Regions from separate parts of the Sus scrofa genome. Here region 2 is linked to region 1. The links are chromatin contacts, called in public Hi-C maps. All regions are on one chromosome and are shown on one strand. The core of a region is the stretch at or near the end of the contact, and the rest is flanking DNA. Distances in the headings are between cores, read along the strand shown. Region 1 holds the start of EPRS (bifunctional glutamate/proline--tRNA ligase). Region 2 holds the start of IARS2 (isoleucine--tRNA ligase, mitochondrial).

The links. Hi-C and Micro-C count contacts between places; a contact is called where the count stands out from the background.
Region 2: a Hi-C map of embryonic fibroblasts shows a contact between it and region 1, with 4 times the contacts expected there. The contact joins the promoter of IARS2 here to the promoter of EPRS in region 1. A contact is called at or near these places in 13 of 47 Hi-C or Micro-C datasets (alveolar macrophages, embryonic fibroblasts, epiblast stem cells and 5 more) and 2 of 2 datasets of contacts at active chromatin or transcription factors (alveolar macrophages and skeletal muscle).

What each region holds. Positions count from the first base shown.
Region 1 is chr10:9,646,360-9,651,069 of Sscrofa11.1, forward strand. EPRS (bifunctional glutamate/proline--tRNA ligase) reads right to left here and starts at 2,057. Exons shown (of 32, transcript XM_021064315.1): 1 at 1,847-2,057. The coding sequence starts at 1,892.
Region 2 is chr10:9,682,789-9,687,758 of Sscrofa11.1, forward strand. It overlaps IARS2 (isoleucine--tRNA ligase, mitochondrial), which reads left to right and starts at 2,853. Exons shown (of 23, transcript XM_005656783.3): 1 at 2,853-3,264. The coding sequence starts at 2,998. BPNT1 (3'(2'),5'-bisphosphate nucleotidase 1) reads right to left here and starts at 1,327. Exons shown (of 10, transcript XM_021064317.1): 1 at 999-1,327.

The DNA of each region.
Region 1 (4,710 bases), core at 807-3,306:
CCTCGCTCAGTGGGTTAGGGATCCAGCATTGCCCTGAACTGCAGTGTAGCTAGCACACGAGGCTCGGATCCTGTGTTGCTATGGCTGTGGTGTGGGCTGGCAGCTGCAGCTCGGACTGGACCCCTAGCCTGGCAACCTCCATATGCTGTGGGTGCGGCCCTAAAAAGCAAAAAAAAAAAAAAAAAAAAAAAAAATGGTGAATACATATTAAACTGGGAGAGTCTAGCAATAAAATCTGTTTTTCTAAGCATTTCATCTAATTTCACTGACTATTTAAAGATAGAACATATTTGAATTAAACGATTTGGAACAATTAAATCAAAAACAAAAAAAAAAGAGGGAGAGAAGCAAATAGAAATATATACCCTCTAGTTGGTCTGTAGTTCATCATGACAACAACTTTCTTTATGACCCTTTTCCAGAATACTGCAAACATGGTTCTCAGCTTAATAACTCACTCAGAAAAAGACATCTATCATCTTTAGGGTTATTTTAAGCAACGTTCGTTAAAAACTACACCTATTTATTGTGTATCTACAACGTGTGAGGAACTTGAACCACAGTCTCATTTGACTCTGGCAACCAACCATATGTGGAAGACATTACGCCTTGTTTCTTAAACAAGGGAACTGTGGGAGATGCCAGACAAGGAACTTGCAAGGTTCTGCAACTTGTAAATGGCAAGCACAGTGAACTCCTGTCTCCAGGAACCAAATGTCTTTGCTCTTAAGCATAAGGTCACATTGTCCAGTGCTAATTGCAGAATCAAACCCATTTCTTCTAGACTTCATTGATTTGGGTGAGGTTAGCCCATAATTACTGGAACCAATATGCTAAAACATCATTTTTTTAAATATTTAAGATGGCTATTAAATTGTGGGTTTTGTTCCAAGAGATTCAAAACACCCTGTAATGAGAATGTAATGAATAATTTCAGTAGCCCTACAGGGCCAATTGTACCTAAGGTCTGGGCCTCTCAAACATTAGAAAAATAATTGCTTATCTACATTTAAAAATGCGTTAAAAATATGAGCTTAATAAACGATTTAAATTCTTTTGTGTAATTTCCCAAAGCAGTTTTTAAAAAAACTAGAAGAAATTCTAAGCTATCTATCCACAATAACTTTGGCCACGTTGAAAAAGCAAAACCACATCAAATTGAAGGTGCACTAGAAGATGACAAGTCCGCAAGTCCGCCCTTTTCCGACGTTTTGCTGTGCGATGTGTGTGGTCAAGCACCTCCATCTGCCCGCACTGCACTTGACTGTTCCAGCAATTACCCTGCCACCTCTAATTAGAAATAAGTGCAACCTCGGTTGAAATTTTAACCGTGTCTACGATCGTTTGCCTCGTCCCTTTTGAGCCCAATGAAACGTAAAGAAAAGTTGAGTCAAGTGGATCGAAAATCTTTTGCGAAAGTAGGTAAAGATGAATGGAGTTGGGAAAAATGCTAAAAGAGGCGGTGCGAAGGGGATTTTAGGTTTTACAATGTTGGTTCTACGTCCACGCTCGGTCTCCAGGGGAAATCAGTTCAAAAAGGGAGAGGGGACGACGCTGGGAGCCCTCCCTCTGGAAGAGAGGGTCCGAAGCTGAGCCTCGTGTCGCCCTGCCCCGGCCCACACCGCGCCCACATCCACGCCCGAGAAAACTCTTCAGGAGCACATCCACCTGCTAGGGACAGAGGGCGAGGGGCGCGGGGCCCACCCCAGGCCCATCCTGGGGGAGAGGGCAGGCCTGAGCTCCCTGGCCTGACCGCCACTGCGCCAACCGGGGCGCGGCGACCTTCCCGCCCCGCACCCCCCAAGGCTGATGCAACACACACGGGTCGGTGGCCCCGGCCCCTTACCCAGCGGAGGGTCTCCCGAATTGACGGTCAGACAGAGCGTCGCCATCTCTCCTGGTCGGCCGGTCCACCTGTCAGTGCACACACGCCGCCGTCCGAAACACCCCAGCCTCTCGCAAAGCGACAAGCTGCAACGTGTGCGCGCGCCTGACGCTGCCGCAGCCTCCGCCCCTCCCCCGCGCTGCGACCGCCGTCTGGGCGCACGGCGCAGTGCGTCATCGCCGCGCGCCGCCCCGCCCCCGCCCCTGGGCCCCCAGGGTCACAAAGGCCAACGTGGCGTTCGACGCCGCGGCGGCCGAAGACCCTGAAGTAGGCGACGTTTTGCGACACTTCGTAAAGCGAGGAGAGTGCGGTGTCAGGCGGAGTCTGCAGCGCGCTGGGCGTTCGCCGAAGCCCGCAGTGAAACAACGCGGATTGCGCACGGTGGTTGGGCGCGGTCTGCAGACGCTGAAAAAGCCCGGGAGCAAACAAGACCGAGTTACGCTGGGGATGCAGGACGTTTTTCTCATGCTTCCTCATGGTTTTCCAAAGAAGAATGTACTTTCAAGAGTGTTTTTCGTACTTGATAGTAACGGTTAAAGTAAATGAATGATTTATAAAAGCCTTTGCTAAAAACCTTGCCCCAATTTGTCTTCGCTCTAAAAGCGTGCCTTTCAGAGGGCGTCTGATTCTTAAACCTTGTGACGCGTGTGTGCTGGCGAGGGCTCTGCAAGCCTACGGTAAAGGCCGGTTACAAAACACACCTCAACCTCATCACTGCCTGAAGTGCCCGAAGACATCTCCGTTTTCACTGACGAGTGCCACTTAAATATGAGATTGAGTGCTTAGAGCCGCTGTGGAGGCGTTCTCTGCCTGCCCAACGCACCCCCAGCGATGGCTACATCTTACGCATGGCCAGCCTCCAGAGTAGGTAAGGCACCTGCACCAGACAGGATCTGTCCCCTTGCGCCTACCTTCCTGTTAGAATCTCTAGGAATGGGCTCCACAGCCAGCCTCATTTTATCAAGTTATCCAAGTGATGCTATGCACACCATAAGTGCCTTTCTACCAATACCTATGTTGAAATGGAGTTCTTTTCTGTACACTCTGCTAGCTCTCCAGATTCTTGTTTGCTGAAACCTTAATCTTAGATGTCTTTGGATTCCCCACAATGCCTGGCACATACTGGGGTTACTTCCTACTTTATCATAATTTGTATCAGGGAAAGGACACGAAGACATTGATTGCTGGGGGAGTTGGGGATGGGGATACAAAATATACTTTGAAAGATAAGAATTATGAAACAATGAAAACTTGCATCTTTTATCTTACAGAATTTAGGTGTTCTTGCAACTATGTATTTGTTCTTAGAGCAAAGAATATTGAATGCTTCTTTTTATTATTTGGCTTCTGAGCTAAAGAGCTGTCCTCATGGAAAGCACTGCCACAAGTGTCTGGAAAGAAAGAACAAAACTTGACACATTTTTGCCTATTAGTGACTCTCTAGCAAACTAAAATCGGTTTTATTCATCCATTTGCAGGCAAATGCAAAATATGGTCTTGTTCTTTGACCAGCTGGTTTGGGGGATATTAGGAAACCAGGGCTATGGGAGACTTGCAGCATAAAAGACAGAAAGTCGCTTGGGATCTTAACAAGTTTAAATTATAATATTTACTTGTATTGCCTCACCTTGTTCTGAGAAGGATTCAATCCTTCAATTCCTTACTTAGAAGCATATTATAAAACAAATCATTTTAATTGAGTAAGCAGACAATAAGAATATAAAGGAAAGGTAACACCAAGAGAGAAGCTAGAATAATAAACAGATGGCATGTAACCCTATTCATCTTCTTGGGATGAGCTTCAAAATTGGACTCAAAGCCAAGAGTAGGAGTTCCCATCGTGGTGCAGTAGAAATGAATCTGACTAGGAACCATGAGGTTGCAGGTTCGATCCCTGGCCTCACTCACTGGGTTAAGGATCCGGCATTGCCATGAGCTGTGGCGTAGGTCGAGGAGGTGGCTCGGATCTGGCATTGCTGTGGCTGTGGTATAGGCCAGCAGCGACAGCTCCAGTTCGACCCCTAGCCTGGGAAACTCCATATGCCACGGGTGCAGTCCTAAAAAACAAAAACAAAAAAATCCAAGAGCAAAACTATTTACTGTATGATAAGGAAAGCCAACTCTGCTAATGCAGAGACAGAAATTAAATTAATCATAGAGACAGTCTCAATGTGGTTTTCTGGGGATTTTTTTTTTTTTTTTTTTTTTTTTTTTTTTGCCACACCTGCAGCATGTTGAAGTTCCCAGTCAAGGGATCAAACCCCCACCACAGCAGTGACCCTAGCCACAGCAATGACAAAGCCAAGTCCTTAACTGCTAGGCCACCAGAGTGGTGTTACTATTATGTAACTGTTATTGGTCCCGTTATTTTAATATGGAATTTTAAAACTTTCAATAGAAAAGTAGAAATTCAAAGTAAGTTCTTCTGTTTAATAAACCACCACAATGTAGTGGCTTATAGCACTCTACTATAGCTGATGTTTTTGGGGGCGAGGAAGCCGGGCAGTCCTTGGCTGAGTAACCAAGAGAAGCTGCAATGACGCCAGACGGGTCATCTGATGCTACTTAACTGGACGTGGGGGTGTTGAAGTTGCTGAAGGACTTTGCTCACTGGGTGCCTGGGTGGGAAATCTGGTAGATTAGGCTTTGATGGACCCTGCTGTCCTCATTTCCTCAGGTCCTGTCCCTGTGACACCAGGAGCAGGGTAGGAAGTGGTAGGAACCTCCACTCTTGCTGGCTGCCCCAAGAGTGGAGGTTCCAAAATACCAACATGGCAATTGCAAGGCTTCTCCTGGTCTGTCTTTGGGAGTCACACAGCATCAGT
Region 2 (4,970 bases), core at 1,603-4,102, 37 kb after region 1:
ATAGAAAACATGGGTGAAAATGTTTTATAAATTTGGAAAAGGACTTTTAAACATAACTAAACCCAAGAATCCATTATAGGATATATTGATAAATATGACTGCACAAAAATTAAAACATCTACATAGCTAAAATAGCATAAACAAAGCAAACAGATGACTGACAAAATGAGAAAAAAATCCAGTATCACATACTAAACAAATGAGCTAATTTTTGTGACCTAAGGGGCTTACAAATATCAACATGCAAAAGATGAATAATCCAATGGAAAAATGAGCAAATGGCACCAATAGGCAATTCTTGGAAAATAAAAGCAAAGGCCATCAAATCATGAAATGCTCATTATTATTACTGAACTCATTAAATGCTCATTATTCCACTAATAATGCAAAAACGCAATTTAAATCAATGAGGAATGATTGTTCATTTCAAGACTGACTTAGGTAAGAAAGTTTGCCCAGTGTTGGCTAGAGTGTGAGGGAAGATCTTCCTGAGCATTATTAACAAGGATGTAAAAATGGGGAAACCTCCTTTAAAAAAATCTTATTAAAAGTCAAATGTACCTATCTTTTGACCTAGAAATTACATTTTCAGGGACACTAAATAAATTAAGCAAATCTACAGCCAGAAAAGGCAGTAGGAAGAATGCATGCAAATTTAACGAAATTTAATTTTAGGCATAAGACGGTCTCTAAATCAGGGTGCACTAAAAGAAGCCATTGTCCAGGTTTGCCTTATTTCAACAATATATAGCCATAAAAAGACCCCAGGGCAAGAAAATAACAATACAGATAAACGATCAAAAGCTGGATTCCGACACTCAAGAATCCAGCTCCGAAATTGGAATATCCGGAGAGGCGATCTGATTCACGTAATTTTTAAAAACATAAACCCCTTCAATCTCTTCACTTCTGTGCAAAGACGTGGAGTTAAGAGACCAATATACTACTCAGATCCGCCTAAGGCCCCGCGCTGACCCTCAGGGGAGAAAATTACTTACGGTGACAAGACTGGGATCAAGTCAGACGAAAGACACTTCAGGAATAACCAAAAAAAGTGTTATCAAGCCACAGGTCCCCACTGCGAGCAGTTCAGCGCTTACACTCCTTGGATAGGTCAGCAGTGCATGCTGACCGGCCAACCTCAGCTACTGAGCATGCGGGAAGTTCGGCGCAGGCGCAAAACAGCTACTTCGCCGTAATTGACGCCCAGGTCTGACTCCCGATCCGCGGTAACGTCCGCTTCTCCGTGTTTTCGCCAAGCTTTCCGTAGGGTCCAGTCACCTGAAATCTATACTGAAGGTGTAGCCACTCTGAAAGATTCTGTTCTGCTTGCAGGTGTCTTCCAGTGCACTTTGTGTTGGGTGGATTAGTGATACCGCCCTGCGGGGGAGGGTGGCTACCCAACCTCGAAACTCTGGGAGTCCGTGGACTAGCTTCAGGAGGTCGGGACACCCCCACCTCGGCTCCCCGTAGAAAAACTTTACGCTGATTTGTGCTGCTAGCGCTTACGTGTGTGTACCACGTCTTCTTTATCCATTCATCTGTTGATGGACACTTGGGTTGATTACATACCTTGGCAATTGTAAATAATGCTGTTAGGAAAACTGAAGTACATGTATCTTTTCAAATTAGTATTTTTGTGTTTTGGGGATATATCCCCAGGAGTGGAATTGCTGGATCACGTGGTGGTTCTATTTTTAGTTTTTTGAGAAACCTCCACACTTTTTTCCACTGTGGCTGCACCAATTTACATTCCCACTAACAGTGTGGGAAGGTCTAGGCCTTTTCTTAGAGCTTGGGCCCCCAGATTGGAATTTTGCTTTATCTTTGCTGATGATGAAGAGCCATAAGGCACCATCTGCATCATTTTGTAGGTTAAACACTTAGAAAAACTCTTAACAGCAGAATCTTTATCAATTTTTTACAATGTTCTCCCTACTACTTTACCCTTTGCGCAATTGAACATTAGTTCGTTTTTGCTTTGTAGAGACTTGCCTTAACTGGATTCTTTTGAACTTCAGCTTAGTTTTTCCTAAAAAAAGTTGTTTTGGGGGAGAGAACAGTTAGTGAGCAACTTTCATTGTGCTCTCATGTAACTCCCAAATTTCTGTAATTCGAAACAAACAATTTCTATTAAAAACAGCAGAAAGGGGCATCGACAAATGGCTACCCTTACATGGAATTTTAGTTTGAGAAGGTTGTATCTACAATCTTATTTGATTTCCATAATAACTCTGAGTTAAATCAGACCATTTATTCTATTATGTTAAAAATATATGCATAACAAAACTTTTCATCTTAACCATCCACTTGTGTTTCTAATTAACTTATAATTACATAACAAGTACAATTGGCATGAATAAGGTTAAGGATAAACAACTGACTGTAGACCCAACAAGCGGGAGGAGAACTATGCAGGGGCCCCAGAGAGTAGCCTTCCGCTCTGATTTCTCAGTGTACCCTCAGTGCGGGGTTCAGGGGGAAACAGCACTATTGCAGTCAGCAGCTTGTTATGTGGAGGCTGGCTGTATTCGCTGGAGCAGTGTTCCCAGGAGGTAGCCATCAGCCCCCGGTAGCAGTTGAGCACTTCGCAAGTAGTCCAAAAGGAGATGTGCTGTACTTAAAAACACGTACCAAATTTCGAAGATTCAGACAGATTTCATATTAACTACATGTTTAAGTGATGATATCTTGGTCCTATTGGGTTAAATAAAATGTATTCTTGAAAAAAGACAAGGTCACTGAAATAGGAGCCAAAAGGGCGGGCCACACCTAGCCCCGCCCCTCAGAGGCAGCCCCGCCCCGGGGAGGTTGCCGCTAAGACCCGGACGTGGCTCCGCCCATGCAGCGCTCCCCGCCCCTTCCCCGCCCCTTCCCCTTCCCGCGCGCGTGCGCACTCCTGCAAAACCGCGCGCAGGTGCTCCGCGCTCCCAGGTCCTCAGATCCCGGGCCGAGTTAAGGCCCTGGCGCTCGCCTGGCGGCTGGCGTTGGCCCACCATGCGTTGGGGGCTGCGCCCGAGTGGGCCGGGGGCAGCGGCCCTGGCCGCGGCCCGGAATTTGTGGGTGCAGCCCCGCCCGTCCTGTAGGCCGAGCTGGCGAGGGACGACGGGGAGGCTTTCGGTGCGGTCAGTCACCGGGGCCAGTAACCAGCTGCAGAACTCGAGGAATGGCAGCTATCGGGACACGGTGCTGCTGCCGCAGACCAGCTTCCCCATGAAACTGCTGGGCAGCCAGCAGCCCGACACGGAGCTGGAAATCCAGCAGGTACGGGCCCGACTGTGCGCGGCGCGGGTGTGTAGCCGGGCCTCGGCAGCCGGGCCCGGCGGGGGCGGAGAGGACACGGGCCTCCCCGGAGCCACGCCCGGGCCTGCCACACCTGGCGCGGGGCGGGGCGGGGCGGGACGGGACGGGGCCGGGCCGGGCCACAGGCTCCAGGGTCCTGGCTCCTTTGGGCCGGGGGTGTTGTGACCAGCTGAGGCGAAATTCTCCGCTTCGCGCAGGTGGTGTAGCTGAAAACAGGAGTGAGGAAACCTCTGGGCATGTCTCCTGGAGGCGGTAGGTTCCAGAGTGGATGCTAGGGGATACCCTAGCGATGCCCACGTAGCGTGGATAGGCTGTAAATCCCAGTTTTAGTTGAGGCAAAACCAGTCGAATTTGGACGCTTTTCCAAGATCTTTTTAAGAAGCAGATTATCATATACACATATAAAGAGACATTCACTCATGAGGGGAAATTGAAGCTCACTTTCACGGTATCAGTAGGCCCCTAGTTGGAATTATGGCTTGTTTGCTGGGTAGGTTGCGCTGCTTACTCCTCCGAATCCTCTTCCGAAACTGTGCTTCTGTCTCCTGTATTAGATTGAACTCTCTAAGGGCAGAGAGTCACTAGCTGGTTTCTGTAAATCCTAGTCTTTAAAAGCCCTGGTATTCTGAATGCGCGTTGGCTAATTAAATGCACTTATCTTAAATATTCTTATGACAGCTATCAGAGTTCCAGACTCACAAACCCGTTTTGGCCGTCTAGTTTTTTTTCTTTGTCGTTTTAGGGCCGCAGCCTTGGAATATGGAGTTTCCCAGGCTAGGGGTGGAATTGGAGCTGTAGCCACTTGTCTACACAATAGCCACAGCAACACGGGTTCCAAGCCTTGTCTTTGATCTACACCACAGCTCCTGGCAATGCCAGATCCTTAACCCACTGAGCAAGGCCAGGGGTGGAACCTGCGTGCTCATGGCTACTAGTCAGATTACGTTCAGCTGAGCCACGTTGGGACCACCAGCCATCTAATTTTTAAAGTGTTTTTTGGCAGGACCTTCTGTATTTCCGGGACTGACAATTTCACTTATTTTTGCCTATAATCTTCACACCAGTTTGGTGACTTGGATGTTATTAACATTTTTTTTCACATGAGGGCCCTGGCCCACAAGGGCAAAGTGACTTGGCCAAGGTCATACAACAGGTGGGGGGAGGGGAGTGGTACTGCTGTGAGTGTTATTCCTGATGGAGATAACAAGTGCTGAGACCAGAGGATAGTAAAATTAAGGGTGTGTGTGTGTATGCGGTACATGTTGGAGACTCTACAGGTCCTTCAGCATGGAGTGGAGGGTAAGTAGTGCCTGTGTGTCTGTCTGTCTATGGTGAGGGATCCACTCCTTCAGCATGAGTGGAAGGTGGGGAGTGCTGAGAGACGGCCCAGGAACTTAGCAGTACTTAACCTTTAGAGGATCCTATGTACTTTATAAAGAGTTTAGGCTTGAAACCAAAATCTGCAGAGAAACTATCAAAAAGTTTTAAGGAGTTCCCTGGTGGCCCGGTGGGTTAAGGATCCGGCATTGTCACTGCTGTGGCGCAGGTCACTGTTGTGGCATGGCTTTGAAACCTGGTTTGGGAGTTTCCACATGCTATAGGGGAAGCCGAAAAACAAAAAGAGAAAAAGTTTTGAGAGATGAGTCCTCAGATATGCATTTTAGAAA